Linked DNA regions of Mus musculus: region 1 is linked to region 2. Evidence: chromatin contacts called from public Hi-C data. All regions are on one chromosome and are shown on one strand. The core of a region is the stretch at or near the end of the contact, and the rest is flanking DNA. Distances in the headings are between cores, read along the strand shown. Region 1 overlaps Eya2 (EYA transcriptional coactivator and phosphatase 2). Region 2 overlaps Slc2a10 (solute carrier family 2 (facilitated glucose transporter), member 10).

The links. A called contact is a pair of places that touch in the nucleus more often than the background predicts.
Region 1: a contact with region 2 is called in a Hi-C map of cerebral cortex, with 2.3 times the contacts expected there. The contact joins two enhancer-like sites. A contact is called at or near these places in 5 of 39 promoter capture datasets (the 3T3-L1 cell line, cranial neural crest, embryonic stem cells and 2 more), 6 of 15 datasets of contacts at CTCF or cohesin (embryonic stem cells, hippocampal excitatory neurons, large pre-B cells and 2 more), 108 of 484 Hi-C or Micro-C datasets (3T3-L1-derived adipocytes, the AML12 cell line, the AtT-20 cell line and 55 more), 21 of 115 datasets of contacts at active chromatin or transcription factors (the HPC-7 cell line, PVALB interneurons, T-cell acute lymphoblastic leukemia and 11 more) and 5 of 9 other capture datasets (adipose tissue, embryonic stem cells, embryonic tail and 2 more).

Annotation. Positions count from the first base shown.
Region 1 is chr2:165,750,022-165,755,856 of GRCm38.p6, forward strand. It overlaps Eya2 (EYA transcriptional coactivator and phosphatase 2), which reads left to right. Exons shown (of 16, transcript NM_001271963.1): 10 at 4,420-4,509. Among named protein-coding and RNA genes, the nearest start is that of Gm29993, 21 kb to the left of the region's middle. Within about 2 kb of position 1,345, at least 43 of the 459 cell types and tissues checked have an H3K27ac peak or open chromatin away from gene starts, as enhancers often do. A contact at or near this core is called in cerebral cortex, cortical glia and stem cell-derived motor neurons, where this site is marked.
Region 2 is chr2:165,511,300-165,516,747 of GRCm38.p6, forward strand. It overlaps Slc2a10 (solute carrier family 2 (facilitated glucose transporter), member 10), which reads left to right. Exons shown (of 5, transcript NM_130451.3): 2 at 3,127-4,398; 3 at 4,934-5,056. Among named protein-coding and RNA genes, the nearest start is that of Slc2a10, 10 kb to the left of the region's middle. Within about 2 kb of position 1,827, at least 48 of the 459 cell types and tissues checked have an H3K27ac peak or open chromatin away from gene starts, as enhancers often do. A contact at or near this core is called in cerebral cortex, cortical glia and stem cell-derived motor neurons, where this site is marked.

The DNA of each region.
Region 1 (5,835 bases), core at 95-2,594, 240 kb after region 2:
TCCTGCACAAACATCATGACCAAGAAGCAAGTTGGGGAGGAAAGGGTTTATTCAGCTTACACTTCCATGCTGCTGTTCATCACTGAAGGAAGTCAGGACTCAAGCAGGCCAGAAAGCAGGAGCTGATGCAGAGGCCATGGAGGGATGTTCTTTACTGGCTCGCTTCCCCTGGCTTGCTCAGCCTGCTCTCTTATAGAACCAAGACTACCAGCCCAGAGATGGTCCCACCCACAAGGGGCCTTTCCCCCTTGATCACTAATTGAGAAAATGCCTTACAGTTGGATCTCCTGGAGGCATTTCCTCAACTGAAGCTCCTTTCTCTGTGATAACTCCAGCTGTGTCAAGTTGACACAAAACTAGCCAGTACAACATTCAAACACAATAATGAGTATGGACCACCCCCACCCCACACCCCCCACACCCATTAAAAAAACAAAGTGATATTTCAGAATACATTGCTAATTATTCTTAATTGGTTTAACCCAAGAAAAGCCTGCATATACTTTTAAATTTGGGACATTATATCCAGATAAGTATTTGAGAAACAGCAACCCACACGAGCCACCACCTTTGCTTTCTGCCAGGAGGCAACAATTTTCAACTTTCGTGGACTATTTAGATGCTTATCTCCACGTTTCTCCTTTATGCCCTCTCCGTGATCTCTGATTTCGAACAATGCAAAATTAAAAACTTTAGTTCTCAAGGCTGGGGCCATAGCCCAATGGTGGAACACTCACTCGCCTAGCATGTGCAAAGGCCCTGGGTTCCCTCCCAGCACCAAAAGAATAACTACATCACAAAAGGCCTTTAATCCTAGCACTTGGGAGGTGGAAGAAGAGAGCCAGGGGTCCAAGACTAGCATTGACTATGTGGTAGGTTTGAGGCCAGCCTGGGCTACATGAGGCCCTGTCAAAAACAAAAACAAAGAAGGTCCTGTCTCTCACCCTCATTGTAGTGAAAGGCCCAGACCTCCCCCTCATGTCCTGCCTCTATCAGCCAGTCACGAACGACCTCAGCTCTATTCATATCTATGATTTGGTCTCTCAGAGCTGCGTAAATACTTTCCACAGAGAAGCAGATGTTACACACAGTGATTGTTGTGTGCTGAGTCAGTCCCTTTGGGCAGGATGGCTGCTCTCCCCTGTTCCCCTGCGTGACAGCCACACTCTCAGTCAGGTGCACGGCAGGCAGGCACGCCTTTCCTAAGGGCTGTGCAGAGGCACAAAGGGGAGGCACACAGCCTTCCCTGGGTCACACTGACACCCGCCAGGCTCCAGGAGGTTTGTCCCCGTCGTCCCCCCCCCCCCCATTGCCTTCTGCAGTTACAGAGTCTCTGTCTGCCACCTCCTGGCCAGAACCCTGAATGGGAGGCTCTGAAACCCTGAGGAGGTGTCCTGGCCTGTTTCTCCACAGCTGTGTGTGAAGCCAAGGTCAGCTTTTCCTTTTAGTTGTCTTGTTTCATTTTTGTTTTATTTTGTTTTATTTTTAAGGTCAAAAGAGTTTTGTGATTGGAATTATTTACTAATTATTTAATAATTAATAAATAATTATTATTTTAGAGCAAGAATACCTCTGTGTGTGTGTGTGTGTGTGTGTATGTACATGTGTGTGCATGTATATGTGTGTGCTGGTGCCCATGGTCATGGGTGCATATGTGCACATGGAGGCCCGTGGACAATCTGAGCTGTTATTACAAAGCACTGTTCACCTCAGTTTGAGACGGGTCTCACTCACTGGCCTGGAGCTCACCAGTTTGGCCAGTCTGGCCAGCAGGGACCCACCTATCTCTGCCTCCCAGCACTGAGCTTGTAAGTCCGCACACCGCATGGAGCATTGTATGTACATTCAGGCTCTGGGAGTCAAACTCGGTTCCTCGGGCTTGCACGGCAAACCCCTTACTGCCTGAGCCCCCTGAGCAGGAGGTGGCAGACAGAGACTCGGCTCTCTTAAGCTCTGTTTGTTCTAGCCTGGTCTCTGTTGATGTGGTCATCACAGCGACCAAAGGCAACTTAGAGATGGGAAGGGTTGGTTTGGTTTATACTCCAGGTCACCGTCCCTCACTGAAGGAAGTCAGGGCAGAAACCTTGAGGCAGGACCAATGAAGGAACACTGCTCTCTGGTTTGCTGGCACATACTTAACAAGCTTTCTTTCATAGCCTGGGCCCACTTCCTAATGATGGTACTCTCACAGTGCACAGGGCCCTTCTGTACCAATCGCCAATCAAGACAGTCTCAGACATGGCTAGAGGCCAGCCCAACGGAGGCAATTACTCAACGGAGGTGCCCTCTCTCCAGAGGACTCTAAGTTGTGTCTAGTTGACAGTAAAAACTGACCAGCACACCCACCAACCCACTGTCATCTGCAAGTGTGCACCTCATTATCTTTATCCTGGAGCCCAGGCTTAGGCAGGGTTCTGTGAAGAGATCTGTGTTGTGGAGAGTGTGAGAGACAGCAGGGCCCTTAAAGCTCCCATCCAGACTTGAAATATCACTTGTACCACATACAACACCTGAGTCCTCAGGGCCCAGCGGATCCATTTTCTAAAGGCTTTTGGACTCGCAGTCTCTATGCAGGGGTAACTCGTCTCTGTCTTTACCAGCTAGAAACACTTAGCTTTTAGCTAGCTGTACCCCAAGCCCCTGGGAAAACAACTTTAAAAAGGAAAGATTAACTCTGCTCATGTGTTCCAGAGGGTTCTGCCCATGGTTGCTTGGTCCTGCGCCCTCAGACAGAATATCGTGGCGGCAAGGGTGTGAGGTGGAGGCTGTTCACCATGTGGTGGTGGGGGATAAAGCAGAGAGGGGGGAGGGAAAGAGGGAGAAAGGGAAGGAGGACAAGGACATGTCCAAGACCGGATACAACAGTTAAAGGCCAACCCACATTGGCCTACTTCCTCTAGCTAGGCCCCACCCACTGAGGTTTCCAGAAACTCTCAAAATAACCAGATAGGGACCAAACTATCACTACCTGAGCTTGTGAGGACAGTTCAGAACCAAATCAAACACTGAACCACACACACACACACACACACACACACACACACACACACAAGCTAAGCAACAGGGGTGGGGGGTGGCACACTCCTTTAAGCCCAGCATTTGCAGGAAGCAGAGGCAAATGATCTCTGAGTTCGAGGCCAGCCTGGTCTACAGAGTGAGTTCCAGGACAGCCAGGGCTATACAGAGAAACCCTGTCTCACAACAAAAGAAAACAAACAAAAAACAAAACAAAAACAAACAAACAAACAAAAACCACGGACAGGCTGGAGAGATGGTTTAGCCATTAAGATCACTGTCTGCTCTTCTAGAGGACCTGAGTTCAATTCCCCACAACCACATGGTGGCTCACAGCCATCTATGCTGGGATCCGATGCCCTCTTCTGGTGTGCTGGTATACATGGAGATAAAGCACTCATAGTCATAAAATAAATAAATCTTTAACAAAATGAAGCAAACAAACAAACAAACAGCCCTCCATTCATGAGTCAGACATAACAGACCACCGGCCATGTTCACTGCACACTGGAATGTATCACCCTCGGGGATGGGTGACTGGGAGCAGAACCTTATGTCAGTTACTTTCTTCTTTCATGACAGAGATCCCTGACAGAAGCAACCTAAGGAAGGAAGGACTGTCTCCTTTCATGGTTTTGTTTTACTTGATTTTTTTTTCCGAGACAGGGTTTCTCTGTGTAGCCCTGGCTGTCCTGGAACTCACTTTGTAGACCAGGCTGGCCTCGAACTCAGAAATCCACCTGCCTCTGCCTCTGGAGTGCTGGGATTAAAGGTGTGCACCACCACTGCCCAGCGTCCATTCATGGTTTTAAAGTGCAGTCTCTCGTGGGATGGAAGCGAGACCCAGAGGCAGCTGGTCAGTTTGGGTCCCCAGTTGGGGGGCAGAGGTGGATGAAAGCTCTGCCCAGCTCCTTGGCCATCTTTCCTTCCTCATTTGGTTTGGGATCCCAGTCCAGACAATGGAGCTATGCACACCCGATTGGGTCTTCCCACCAGGCAAACCTTTCTGGACACATCGTCACAGGCATACCCAGAGGTGTGTTGCCACGATGAGTCTGTGTCAGTAGAGTTGACAGCGAACCGTTACGGTAGCCAACTGTGTTGTATGCAGTGGGGGTGGGGGACAGACACGCCGTTCATGATTCAAATGTTTCGCACTGTATGCTCTGACCGGCTTGCTTCCATCCCCCTCACCGTTTCTCAGAGATCCCTTGTAGCTGTCACTCCGGAGTGACATCATTTTATAATATCTTCTTTCCTGGTGTAGACAAGCTATGCTCATCCCAGGCCATGCCTTCAGCCACACAAGAGCTGAGAGCTATCCGGAAGAGCAGGGACTTCCAGCTGCCTTCCAGAGCCCCAGAGGCCACATGTGCAGAAAACTGTCCCTTCTCTTTCCCACAGGACACCACGACGTCTGTGCGCATTGGCCTGATGATGGAGGAGATGATCTTCAACCTTGCTGACACACACCTGTTCTTCAATGACCTGGAGGTCAGCACACAACACTCGCTTTCACAGTTGCTGGGGTTACTCATGTTTAGTTGGGGGTAGGGGGTGCTATCTCCGATAGAAATTTTTTCCTTTTTTTTTTTTTTTTTTTAGTTTTTCGAGACAGGGTTTCTCTGTGTAGCCCTGGCTGTCCTGGAACTCATTTTGTAGACCAGGCTGGCCTCAAACTCAGAAATCCACCTGCCTCTGCCTCCCAAGTGCTGGGATTAAAGGTGTGCACCACCACTGCCTGATCCCTTTCCATACATTGTGCACGCGCACGTGCGTGTGTGTGTGTGTGTGTGTGTGTGTGTGTGCCAGAAGAACTCATCGGATCTCCTGGAGCATAGGCAGGTGTGAGCCACTTTGATGTGGTTGCTGGGAACAGAATGTGGGGTTTTAGAAGAACATGGAGCCACCCTCCAGACGTCCTGTGTCTCTCAGAGACTCGAATCTCTTACTGATGACTACTAAGAAAGTGCAGAACTGTAGTCAGTGTCCTTTTAGGGGGACACTCTTGCCAGAGTGACCTTGCTGGACCTCCTCTCTCTCTGCTCCAGTCACATGGAATGGTGGTTCTGCTAACCCAGTAAAAAACTGGTGGCCTCTTCCTCTTCCTTCTGAAATGCCTTTACTTAAAACGTTCATTAAGGCAGATCCTCTTGGGGCAACGATACTTAGCAGTGGGGTCAGAGTGGAAGCTTTTTAATAAAGAATTTACATTCTTCTGGTGCATAAGAGGGAGAGGGACAGAGAGAGGGACAGGGAGAGGGGAAGGAGAGGGGGAGGGAGGGAGGGAGAGAGAGAGAGAGAGAGAGAGAGAGAGGAAGAAAGAAAGAAAGAAAGAAAGAAAGAAAGAAAGAAAGAAAGAAAGAAAGAAAGAAAGAAAGAAAGAAAGGAAGGAAGGAAGGAAGGAAGGAAGGAAGGAAGGAAGGAAGGAAGAGAATACTCTTACTGTGTTTGCCCTTAGATCCCTGATCAAGATGCGAAAAGAAAGGACAGAAAGGGTCAGACATAGCTTAACTCATTTGTTTAGACCTAGTCTATGTTGAAAGACTTGTGGGTAAATTCCTCCTTGGGGCCAGTGAGATGGCTCAGAACTTAAAGGTGTCTGGGCATCCTAATTTTGATCCCAGAACCCACACCAAGCTGAAAGGAGAGAATGGAATCTGCAAACTTGTCCTCTGGCCTCGTCTACACACTGTGGCGCATGCACACACTCACCTCCGGTTTATATGTACACACACACACACATACACACACACCACACAATAATAATTTCTAAATTTTAACATCATAGAAAGGAAGCTTTAAAAAAAATAAGTAAAT
Region 2 (5,448 bases), core at 577-3,076:
TCAGGCTCATACAGCTCCACCCCCGGGCTCACACAGCTCCACCCTCAAGCTCATACAACTCCACCCCCAGGCTCACACAGCTCCACCCTCAGGCTCATACAGCTCCACCCCCAGGCTCACACAGCTCCACCCTCAGGCTCATACAGCTCCACCCCCAGGCTCACACAGCTCCACCCTCAGGCTCATACAGCTCCACCCCCGGGCTCACACAGCTCCACCCTCAGGCTCATACAGCTCCACCCCAAGGCTCACACAGCTCCACCCCCAGGCTCACACAGCTCCACCCTCAGGCTCATACAGCTCCACCCCCCGGGCTCACACAGCTCCACCCTCAGGCTCATACAGCTCCACCCTCAGGCTCATACAGCTCCACCCCCAGGCTCACACAGCTCCACCCTCAGGCTCATACAGCTCCACCCCCAGGCTCATACAGCTCCACCCTCAGGCTCATACAACTCCACCCTCAGGCTCATACAACTCACACAGCTGTTTTCTACAGTCCCTTATCATTCACTCTGGTCTGAAACTGGGGCAAGTGGCATATAAACCTGTAGTCTCAATCACTTGGAAGGCTGAGACCGGGGATCTCTTGAGCCCAGAAGTTCGAGGCTAGCCGGGCAGTGGTAGAGCACAGCTTTAATCCCAGCACTTGAGAGGCAGAAGCAGGAGGATCTCTAAGTTCAAGGCCAGTCTGATCTACAGAGTGACTTCTAGGGCAGCCAGGGCAACACAGAGAAATCCTGTCTAAAAAACAAAACAAAACCCAAAAAAGTCAAAATTAAAAATAAAGCACTGTTGTGCCCCAAGTTTACGGGAACTCAGATGAGCCCAAGAATTGCAAAGTCCACTGCAACTCACAAAGAGTCTTTTATTGTTTCAAGTTCGAACCCGGTTCACCCACCTAGCACTCACTGTGTGAATGCTGGCAAGTAACCCTGAGTCCAGAAAACACTGGGTTTATGTACAATATAGGAATAGTGTGAATATTCACAGAAAAGGGAGTAGAGGGTGGAATAGTACTGAAGCGGGAGGGGGGTTAATGAGTGTCTGCTCAAGGACTAATTTTATGGCCAGTCGTAGCTGTCTGTGACCTGACCTCTGTTTACCTTTCACTTTTTCCATGGTCTCCCTTGAGCTTGTTATTTCTATAAGGTCTCAAGAACAGGCACCTGGAGAGTGATCAGGAGGAGTGTTGGTTTTTGGAGACACAAAGGCGGGGAGAATGTCTCACAGAATGTCCTCATTAAGGGGAAGTTTTATGGGTAGTGCCATTCTAACCCTAGGGGAGGGGAGGGGAGTCCAGGGCTGCCGTGGGAGGACGCAGCGCAGAAACCAGCTGTCTGTGTATCATGTTTGCTGCCGGCTGGAGGGATGATGGGAGCTTCTGGCGAGGTGTGTGTGTGTGGGATACACACACACACACACACACACACACACACACACACAGAGGCAAACTGTCTGTACACAACACTGATGTCTCTCTAGTACCAGTAATTCGGGGGTTACAACCCCACCAACTACCTTCTTGTGTAAGTTATCAGAGGCTTGTGTCCCCTAAAAATGAGATTCCTCGTTGCCCTGGAGATCTGAAGAACTCCTCCTAGCTGGCCCTCGCCAGCCTCTTCAAGTCAAGTTTCCTGTCGCTCACCTTTGCCTGACTCCAGCCTCTCCATCCTTGCAGATCTGCCCAGAGCTCAAAAGCTCTCCCACAACCTTAGCTCCGCCCCCTACTCTGTGACCGTGAGAACACTTTGTAACCAATTTGTTCTCTGTGGATGTTACTGATGATGACAGAGGGCTGCTGTGAGATTCCCTGAAGGAAGGCAGGCACAGCTTCACAACAGTCTGGCCCTTTGTGAATGTCACACATTGACCAGCTGTGTGTATTCCCAGATGCTCTTACACCAAAGGCTTCCTGGCTCGGAGTCTCTGTAACCACTCTTCCCTTTGTATTGTGAGTTCTGCTACATTGTTTCCAGTTTCTCTCTTACTGTGTTCAGGTTCCTTCGCAGATGTCCCCTCCCCAGAGAGGCCTTAGCTGACTCTCGTGTGTAAAGCAGAGTCCTGCAGGGCTCTTCCATTGCCCTGTGCTGATGGCATAAAGTCCTCACCGGAGATCATGTGAACTTTGTCAGTTGTCTGGCCGAGTGCCAGGTCTTGGATAACATCACAGCAGTGCCAGGCTTGGGAGCACAGCCAGCGTGTGGTAGATGCTGGATGGATGACTGTCCACAACAATGTGACAATGAATGGACCATGAAGATAGTGGGAAATGGGTGGGTCTGTGGATAGATGGCTCAAAGAATCAATGGGTAAAGTTGGGCAAATTAAAGGGGAAATGGAGAGATAAATACAGGATAAATGGATGGGTGGATAGAAAAATGTGTATGGTTTGATAAACATAAGGGAAGAAGGAAAAGAGATATGGATCAGTATGTATGTTGGCAGAAGGGGGAGGGAAGAACAGAGAGTTGATTGGAAGGATGAATGGATGCATGGATGAATGGACAGATAGAAGCATATGTGGGTGGATGGATGGAGGAAGAAGGAAGGAGGAAAGGAGGAGGAGTAGGCAGATGGTTGTCTGGATGGGTGGATGGATAGGTAGGTGGGTGGGTGGATAGATGGATGGATAGATGGGTGGGTGGATGGATGGATGGATGGATGGGTGGGTGGGTGGATGAGTGGATGGGTGGGTGGATGGATGGATGGATGGATGGATGGATGGATAAGTGGATAGATGGGTGGATGGATAAGTGGATAGATGGCTATGTTGGTTGATGGGAGGAAGAAAGGAGAGGAAGCAAAGGAAGGATAAGTAGTTGACTGGTAGGAGATATAAATGTATAGGAAGATGAGTGGAAAGAGTAGGGGTTTGTGGAGACAGGCTGAGTGAACAGATGGCTGCTTGGGTAGTTAGACTGAAGGGTGGCAAGATGATTGGATGTATCAATGGATAGAAGGAAGGAAGGAAGGAAGGAAGGAAGGAAGGAAGGAAGGAAGGAAGGAAGGAAGGAAGGGCAGGTGGTTGAACAGTAGACAGCTGGATAGATGGAGGGCTGACAGACAGAAGGAACATGTGGCACACAGACATATGAGCCCTGCCCTGTCATTTTGTTTTCCCAGGCCTTCGCCCAGCTGTCCTCCTGCTCTGTGCCTCTGTGTCTTTGCTGGGGGGCCTGACCTTCGGATATGAGCTGGCCGTCATATCTGGTGCCCTCCTACCACTCCAGCTGAACTTCGGGCTGAGTTGCCTCGAACAGGAGCTCCTGGTGGGCAGTCTGCTCTTGGGTGCTCTCCTCGCCTCCCTTGTCGGGGGCTTCCTCATTGACTGCTATGGCAGGAGACGAGCCATCCTAGGGAGCAATGCGGTGCTGCTGGCTGGCAGCCTGATTCTGGGTCTGGCCAGCTCCCTGCCCTGGCTGCTCCTGGGCCGTTTATCTGTTGGCTTTGCCATCTCTCTGTCTTCCATGGCTTGCTGTATCTACGTGTCAGAATTGGTGGGGCCGCGGCAGAGGGGTGTGCTGGTGTCCCTCTACGAGGTGGGCATCACTGTGGGCATTCTGTTCTCTTACGGCCTCAACTACGTCCTGGCTGGCAGCCCTTGGGGCTGGAGGCACATGTTTGGCTGGGCAGCTGCACCTGCTCTCCTACAGTCACTCAGCCTCTTTCTTCTCCCTGCTGGTGCAGAGGGCACAGCAGCCCCCAAAGACCTTATCCCACTCCAGGGAAGGGAGACAAGCAAACCGGGCCTGGTGAAGCCACAGTACAGCTTTCTGGACCTCTTCAGGGCCCAGGACGGCATGTGGAGCCGGACTGTAGTGGGGCTGGGGCTGGTGCTGTTTCAGCAGCTCACAGGACAGCCCAATGTGCTGTATTACGCCTCTACCATCTTTCGCTCCGTTGGCTTCCACGGGGGCTCCTCAGCTGTGCTGGCTTCTGTGGGGCTTGGCACGGTGAAGGTGGCTGCCACCTTGGTCGCCACGGGGCTGGTGGACCGTGCAGGCCGCAGAGTCCTCCTGCTCTTTGGATGCGCTCTCATGGCCTTATCGGTCAGCGGCATAGGCCTGGTCAGCTTTGCTGTGTCCCTGGACTCTGGACCCAGCTGCCTGGCCACATCCAATGCCAGCCAGCAGGTGGATCTGCCTGGAAGCTCGGGTTTGCTTGTGCGTTCATCTCTGCCGCCAGTGCTACACACCAATGGGGACCAAGGACAGCTGGTCCTGTCAGTCACTGAGAGACCCATCCATCCAGTCATCACAGCATCCCTGGGACCAGTTCTGAACACTGCCTCCCCAGTTCCCACCAGTCCCATCCTTGAGCATACCCTGCTGTGCTGGTCTGCGCTGGTTTGCATGATGGTCTACGTGAGCGCCTTCTCGGTTGGCTTTGGACCAGGTAGGAGGGCTTATCGGGTAGGGGAATCTAGAGCCTTCTGTCCCTTTCAGTGGGCCTTCTTAGTCTAGGGACACTCGAGCTTTAGTGATGGGCAGCGGAGGCTCCAGGGTTCCTTGCTTATATCAAGGGGCTCCCCCATAAGTTTAAATCCAACCACATCTGCAAGTTTTTAAGCCAACCCTCCCCTGTCCCCGTTGTGGGCACCAACATTTAAACTCCAGGTCTCTTCAAACCTTAGACCTATCCCTGAGTGGTTCCATTAGAAGGGCTGGCTTGAAGAGAATGTAACGAGTCAGATAAAAACCAGTCATACCAGTTTGCCTGGGGGGGGGGGGCCCCTTCTGCTTGGCATCGAATGTCTTGTGTCCCAGGAACCTGAGACTGCCGCTATTCATGGAGTTCCTCCAGGGGCACAGAAGTTGTGCATCTGAGAGAATCTGGGGCCAAGAGCATGACACAGGTCTCAGTTAACGAGGGTGGGAGGTGGCCTGTCCAGTTCATGGGTGCCCAGAATCTCTCTTGCTCTCGCCTCCAGTAACCTGGTTGGTCCTCAGTGAGATCTACCCAGCGGAGATCCGAGGGAGAGCCTTCGCCTTCTGCAGCAGCTTCAACTGGGCAGCTAACCTCTTTATCAGCCTCTCCTTCCTCGACCTGATCGGTGAGCACTATGACCACACCCACCCAGGCCGTGTCCAGCTGGATCCGGGGACAGTTCTCTCCAGAGCTAAAGCTCCCAAATTCACTAGGTCACAGCGGCGTGAAACCGGATGCTGCCCGCTTGTGAATCGGAAAGGACTGCTTTATCTTAGGTCACCTAAATGAGCGGGGTGGGTGGCTTCAAACAAAGCCACTGGGCTTTCCACTCCAGGGTCTGTTCTTCATTCTCTCTCAGGCCTGCTATCCCCCAAGGATGGCCAGCACGCCTCTGGGGCATCTCTCTCATTAGGTATAGCCCAAGCCCTGCTCCCATTGGCTCAACAAGATCACCTGCCCCTCCTAGAGCTAATGGCCTGCTCTTCTGATGCCCAGGGCTCCTTCACCCTAGTAGTT